2 separate regions of the Zea mays genome follow, and region 2 is linked to region 1. The links are chromatin contacts, called in public Hi-C maps. All regions are on one chromosome and are shown on one strand. The core of a region is the stretch at or near the end of the contact, and the rest is flanking DNA. Distances in the headings are between cores, read along the strand shown.

Region 1 (3,778 bases), core at 557-3,056:
TAAAAGTTCCATGTATCAAATGGTTTACGGATTATTAAGATTAATGATCACCCTTCTAATCTCAACTGCAACCATTGAGAGAGCCTTTTAGCTACAAAACTTATCAAAGCACATCTACGAAATAAAATGGTAGATGATTTTATGTAAAGTTTTTATGTAAAGTTACTTGATCATCGATCTATATTGATATAGAATTGACAACTATGACTCATAATATAATCGAAGCTTTTAATTTGGTCGATCATCGTACAGGCTAATTATTTTGATCTCTGTTGGAATTAATTAATTTACAATTATATGGTGTAAGTATTTTTTTTAATAATTTATTGATATACGCAAATTAGTATATACATGTGTATATATCCTATTATATTTTGTACCTTACAGGGCGTTTGGATCCCTTTATTTTAGAGGAATTGAATTCACTTAATAAAGTAACCTATTTAGCTTGGAATTTGACATTCCACCAGTTTCTAAAGTTCAGATATAAGCCTATCACAAATTCATGGGGTGGAAGATGAAAAATAATTTTATTTATTAGTAGAATTTGTTTCTACTCTATAACTTATAGGACGCTCTTCAACTCACTCCTTTATAGTAAAAATATAGCAAATAAATATCTCTGACATCTTGCTAATAATAGTATACAGACATATTTTGCATAAAACCGAATTAGCTTAATTGGTATATGGCTAAATTACTATTACGGGGCGTTTGGATCCCTTCATTTTAAAGGAATTGGAATTCACTCAATAAAGTAACTTATTTAGTTTGGAATTTGGCATTCCACCATTTTCCAAAATTCAGATATAAGCCTATCTCAAATTCATAGGGTGGAGGATAGGAAATGATTTTATGCATGATTAGAATTTGTTTCTAATCTGTAACTTACATGACACTCTTCGTTCTACTACTCTATAGTAAAAATGTAGCACATAAATATCTAGGACATCTTGCTAATAAGAGTATACAAATATATTTTGTATAAAAGTGAATTAGCTTAATTGATATATGCCTAAATTACTATTATTAGAATGGAATTCAATTCCAGTGATCCAAACGGGGCGTTATTAGAATGAAATTCAATTCCAATGATCCAAACGGTGCGTTATAGGATTTGATAAATTTGCTGGGCCCCTCATATAACATAATTCTGGCTCCGCCCCTGCGTCCATAGACCCCTCCCTCCACTTGACGGCCGTGGTTTTCTTGCTGACCCAACGTTGAGAGGTTCCGCTCCTTACTGCCAGCAACGCGCATGACGCTGACTAGGAGGTGGAACCGGTTGTGCTGCAATTTAAGGCCAGACTATTTCACGATCCTCTCAGCGCACAAGCATGGTTGCTCTTCTCTGCCGGATACCCACTTGCAGCAGAAAGCGCAGCTGGCATGGCTAAAAAAACTCAACCCCCACCCCCGCCCAATTTTTTCCTCGTAGATCTGTTGCTCAAAACTAAACCACTAGTATTCATTCCGAATCCGGACTGGAACTAATCCCAAGAGAGCCCATATAACCGCCCGCCGAACCGACCGAGACCGTTCTCCCCCAAAACACAGGGGCCAAAAGGCTCGGAGATCTCCGAGAGAGTGGGAGGAAGAGACGGGGCAGGGGACAGGGCGTAGGGACCTGCAGGTCGGGGTGAAGGCGCCGGGGACGCCGAAGAGGATGACCTTCTTGCCGGCGGCGAGCGCGTGGACGGAGACCTGCTGCAGCTGGTCGTTCTCGTCGAACCACCCGAGCTGGCCGTCGGGGAGGGCGTCGCCGACAGCGATGGGAGCCATGGGCGAGCAGGAGGGGACGGGTGGGTGAGCAGGGGGTGGGGAACTGGGGCGGCGAGGGAGCGCAGGCGAGTGAATGGGTGGGGTGGTCTCGCTCGCAGGGCCGGGCTGGGGTTAAAAGGCCCCTCGCGTGGGAACGCAATGATTTGGGCGAATATGCCAGTATGTCTCCGGAGCAAGCAGGTCGGGCCCGCGCAAATTGGACCGAGTGTTTTTTTCCGGATAGAAATAGTCCGTGTTTAGGTTGCATCGCCGCACACACGCACACACAAAATATGCAGAACCCATCCCACCACGACGTCCACGTCCTCTTGCTGACCTCCATTCCATTGAATTGGACGAACCTGGGGAGCACTAGCAAGAGCGAGCTCGGTCAATATGTGCACTACTTTTTTTAAAAAATTAAAAAAAGGATGCATCGGTATCGAGCAGTATCGAATTTTCAGTCAGTCAGTCCTATGCAATCAAGACTTTTGTATCTATTAGTGGCTCTAAAGGACGGTAAAGAGTCTAGGCGTTTTTATGTTTAATCCAATCTAGTAATTTCATAGTAAATATATGACGCATATATACGTGTGTATAATACTACAACTCTCAACGGTGACAGATATGTACATGATCACTGTACCCATTTAGTAGAAACTATACTAAGATTTAAAAAAAATTGAGATTATTATGTATCAAATAAAGAGATCTGTGATCAAGGCACTGGTGGCTTTATTCATACGAGTTGACATCGTGCGTTCCTTGAAGTAGAGGACGACGGTCGGTGCAGATAGATGTTTATAGTTGAAAGGGAAATGGGCCAGATAGCTATTTCTACCTGTACTAGCCAGTTACCCGTGCTTTGCTGCGGTTGCTATATATCATATAAATAGATATTGAAAATTTTATTAAATATAATTATTGTTTATTTCTAAACACTAAGGTATGTGGTCTGATGGTTAGCCCTAATTTTCTATAGTAGGGGGTCGTGGTTCGAGTGCTCGTTCTGCACTTTTTTTTGCGCGGAGTGCTAGCTGCGCGGACGGGGTCGGGTGGTGGGCATGTGCGGGCACTAGGGGTCCTTAGGGCAGTAGCTGAGAGACCAACGTGGGGCCCACAGGGCACGACGCGTGGGGCGGACCCAGAGTGTCAGCACGGAGGGTGAAGCTATGGTAGCATCGGGTGCCCACATTAGTGAAAGTCGCCTAGAGGAGGGGTAAATAGGTAAATCTGAAATTTATAAACTTTAAGCACAATCTACAAGTCGTGTTAGCGTTAGAAATAAAATTGAGTCCGAAATAGAGGGTGAAAACAAATCACAAGCAAATGAAAGCGGATGATACGGTGATTTGTTTTACCGAGATTCGGTTATTGCAAACCTACTCCCCGTTGAGGTGGTCACAAAGACCGGGTCTCTTTCAACCATTTTCCTCTCTCAAATGGTCACCTAGACCGAGTGAGCTTTTCTCCTTAATCAACGGGTCACTTAGACCCCTTACAAGGACCACCACAATTTGGTGTCTCTTACTTGATTACAAGTTGCTTGAGAACAAGAATGGAGGAAGAAGAAAAGCGATCCAAGCGACAAGAACTCAAATGAATACAAATATCTCTCTCTCACTAGTCACTAAGAGTTTGGAGTGATTCCGGACTTGGGAGAGGATTTGATCTCTTATTTGTGTCTTGGAGTGAAGTCTAGAGCTCTTGTATTGAATGCAATGGCTGAAAACTTGGATCCTTGAAGTGGTGGTGGTTGGGGGTATTTATAGCCCCAACCACCAAACAACCGTTGGGGTTGGGCTGCTGTCGATGGGCGCACCGGACACTATCCGGTGCGCCAGCCATGTCACCTAACTGTTAGGGTTCGACCGTTGGAGCTCTGACAGCCTGGGCCACCGGACAGTCCGGTGGTGCACCGAATAGTCATTGTTCACTGTCCGGTGCGCCTTCTGGCGCTGCTCTGACTCTGTGCGCGCTGTCCGCGCACTGTTCACGTTCACTGTTCACTTTTGCA
Region 2 (3,927 bases), core at 1,018-3,517, 190 kb after region 1:
GACAAGCATGCCTCATTGGCTTCATCCCACTTGGCCTTCTCCGCTAGTGCGGCGGCTTTCGCTGCATCATCAGAATCATCTGATGTAGCCTGGGGAACAGCCGACGTCACTACCCAAAATAATTTTAGGTCAGTGAGCCACATGCGAGTCTTAATCTGCCAGCGTTTAAAGCTTGCGCCGTCGAACGCTTCAGGCTTAATGACATCAGAATTGGAGGCCATAATAGGAATTGGTTTTCTGGATTGTTGTAAATTTAGAGAAATAAGTGACATGCTTTCTACATATTTAAATAGATTAAATATTCTAATTCCGAATAAAACAAGCATATAACTCAGATAAATGCCATATATAATTATTGCAGCAATGAACAGTAGCAATTTGAGAACATGTAAACATGTAAAATAGCATCTCAGGTCCATTTTATAATTAAACATGGCTTGCAGATGAAGAAGGCAGATTAAAGAAATAAACATAATTGTTTATCTTAAATTATTGCTCTCAAAGTAGCGGGTTGCTGTAATAAACAGCCCTCCAACGCTAAAAGGTGATCAGAGATCCTCGACTAACGTGACAGTCCTATCTTACCAAATAAGGGTTTTAGATCAGATGTAATAAGCCTAATAATCAAATATAAATACTGATAGTAAGGAGTTGTGTATTAAATAAATTAACAGAATTTAACACAGGTAACCAGCCTCAACAAAGAGAGATTTAATTAGGCACAAATAATATCAATGCTGAAAATGATAATACACTAAAACCCAGACTGTCACGTTGTCTCACTACACCGCTATCATCATCGAGCAATTAAATCCGCCCACAACAGTGCAATCACACCCAAGTATTTAATACTAGCAGATTTCACAAAAATTAAACAGTAAATAAAGTGAGGCAACGAATAACTCACAGCACGTAGATTGTCTACGTGGGAAGACCAGCTCAGCGAACACAAGGTTCTGTCCCAGAAAACCAATTCCGCCGCCCACGTCCGGGCCTGCACGGCGGGAGGTTGACGGAGATACTAGAGCCGCTGCCGGAGCCGAGGGAGACGTCCACGACACCTGCCCGAGAAGACGAACACCGCGCAGCAGGGAGCCCAGGCACCAGGCCACGGTGGACAAAGATCAGAACAGACAGAGCACCACACAGGCGCACTATAAATCAACGGGGCACAGGAGAACCTCGCTGCACAAGAACAGCACCACCTCTACCAGCTTCCAATCACCACTAGCGATTAACCACAGGAACACTAGGGACCAAATGGATCGAGGAGATTGGAACAACAAGCAGCCGACTGGAACAACCAGCAGCCGATAAAAGCAGAGATGAGCAGAGAACCTCTCCAAAGCCAGGGATGCGTTTTCCCTTCTTAAGAAGACGCCCGCACAGGTAGTTACGCAGAACCCGGCGGCAAACAAATCGCTGATCTGTTATCAGCCGCCGCCAGCCTGCGCTACTCCTTCCCTACTACCGTCCTCTGCCTTGCGCTCCTCTCTGAGCCCTAGCCACCTTGCCAGCGCTTGCCTGCCGGCTGGGCTGCTCGGCCGTGGGCCTGATAGCGGCCCAGCTCGGGTGGCCTCCCTTTTTTTAATAAAGTGAAAAACACAAAACGGACAGCAACTTTTACTTCACTTTGATTTCGCAACGGCTAGCCTTTTCTGTTTACCTTCTCCTAGTTGTTTTTTTTTCTCCAGCCATATCGTAGATCTGTTGGTCAATGGTCAAGGACGCCATGCCAGCTTTCCGTAGCTGGAAAAAGGTGGGCTAGTAAAAGATTTCGTATTATACGATGTGATTAGCTTGCGAACGGCCAGTTTGTCCCCGTGGAGCTGATATTGCTTGCTCGGGGTGCGCGGGAGTTTGACAGCGTTGTTTAGACATGACGTGCACTTCCCAAAACTAGCATAATCGCCAGTGGTCGATGAACGATGACCATGGCCGATCAGCTGAGAGCTGACTCGGCGTCGTCCACCTGGAAGCGGACGCAGCACCGACCCCGCAGAGCAGACTCCCAACCCACACATCGAGACCACAGACCAGTGGCAGCGACCCAAGCCAAGCACAAAAGTACCGCGCGACAAGACGGCAAGCGGACAAGTTCCCCGGAAATTTTTTTAAAAAAGCGTGAGAAATTCGTTAAAAATCCTCCCGGTCGGCCACTTTTATTACCACCAGCAGCAGCGGCAAGTCGTCGCTCCCCCCTCATCACCTCCACTCCAAACAAACAAGGGACGGTGAGCGAGGAACCCCACCCCACGTCGCCCTCCCCCCACCTTTCTCTCTAGTCTCTAGTTTCTAGTCTCTACCCCCAGGCCCCAGACTCCTGCCTCTTCTCTCTCTCGCCCACCCGCCCCGGCCCCAATGTCGCCGCCCCTCGAGCCCCACGACTACATCGGCCTCTCCGCCGCCGCCGCCGCGGCGCCGCCGACACCGACCTCCTCCTCGTCGTCCTCGTCCTCGCCGGCGCCCCGCCTCACCCTCCGCCTCGGCCTGCCGGGCTCCGAGTCCCCCGACCGCGACCGCGACCGGGACCGCTGCGAGGACGTCGCCGCCGCGCTCTCCCTCGGCCCGCTGCCTGCTACCCCCAAGGCGCCCGCTGCCGTCTCCGCCAAGCGCGCCTTCCCGGACCCCGCCCAGCGCCCCGGCGCTGCCAAGGCTAGCGACGACAAGCAGGCGTCCCCCGCCGCCCCGCCGGCCGCCAAGTAAGACCCCGCCGCTCCGATTCGCCGCAGGCGTTACCCGCAGCCGGACGCCGCCGGGCTGACCGACGCGTTGCTGTCGATCCGTGCAGGGCGCAGGTGGTGGGATGGCCGCCCGTGCGGAACTACCGGAAGAACACCCTCGCCGCGAGCGCCTCCAGGAGCAAGGCGCCGGCGGCGGAGGACGCCGCGTCTGCGGCCCGGCCCATGTACGTGAAGGTGAGCATGGATGGCGCGCCCTACCTCAGGAAGGTGGACATCAAGATGTACTCCAGCTACGAGGACCTCTCCGTGGCGCTCCAGAAGATGTTCAGCTGCTTCATCGCTGGTGAGTGGTGTTCGGTTCTACGCTTCTGTGTGATGCGTTCCCCTCTTCCTCTTGTAATTACACAAGTGCTGCGGCGTTCACTGCCATTTCTTGAAGCGTATGGATTGGATCCGTTGCTATAAGTCCTTTGCGATGTACTGGATTTACTCCTAAAGCGTAGGATGAGCTTGAGTCCAATAAAAGTTGCTTTCTTGAATCAAAGATTCGTAAGACTCGCAGGAAGATAGCATTCATACAGCGATGCGTTGTGCTTGTGCATATATGATCCTAAACCTAATACAAGCACTAAGCGCAATACAGACATACAGTCATTTTGTGCACGTGGAGAAATTTCTGCTTTATCATGCCACAATAAGTGCAATGGTCCTTGGCTCCACCGCTCAATTTTAATCAAAGTTCCATGGAGCTTTACTAACGGATGAATAATTGGGAGTTTGGGACACGCTCTTGCCCTAACAAATAACGATTAATGTGAGAGCAGAAAGTAAATACCTTACAAATCACTGAACACATTTTTTTTCATAGTATGACATTTTTCTCACAAGAATATGTATTTACCCTGTGATTTTAAAGGTCAAAGTGGCCTGCATAAATCATCGAGCAAAGACAGGCTGACTAATGGCTCGAAGGTGGATGCCCTCAAAGACCAGGAGTATGTACTTACATATGAGGATAAGGATGCAGACTGGATGCTTGTCGGTGATCTTCCCTGGGAGTAAGTACCTTACAATGTCATATATTACTTTTAATGTTGTGAGCGTAGAATATAGTTGGATGTTGTTTGGTTCATCTGTTGTTTTTTTATCAGCAGTTATTAAGAAGATATTACATGATTATGAAAAGAATATCATATGCATTATTTTCCCCTTTGCGAATGCATTACCTCATTACCTTAGCTCA

The links. Hi-C and Micro-C count contacts between places; a contact is called where the count stands out from the background.
Region 2: a Hi-C map of ear shows a contact between it and region 1, with 2.2 times the contacts expected there. The contact joins the promoter of LOC100193994 here to the promoter of LOC100283392 in region 1. A contact is called at or near these places in 5 of 25 Hi-C or Micro-C datasets (ear, leaf, tassel and 1 more).

What each region holds. Positions count from the first base shown.
Region 1 is chr8:154,303,388-154,307,165 of Zm-B73-REFERENCE-NAM-5.0, forward strand. LOC100283392 reads right to left here and starts at 1,807. Exons shown (of 3, transcript NM_001245900.1): 1 at 1,628-1,807. The coding sequence starts at 1,782.
Region 2 is chr8:154,492,762-154,496,688 of Zm-B73-REFERENCE-NAM-5.0, forward strand. LOC100193994 reads left to right here and starts at 2,268. Exons shown (of 6, transcript NR_159683.1): 1 at 2,268-2,702; 2 at 2,792-3,027; 3 at 3,601-3,742.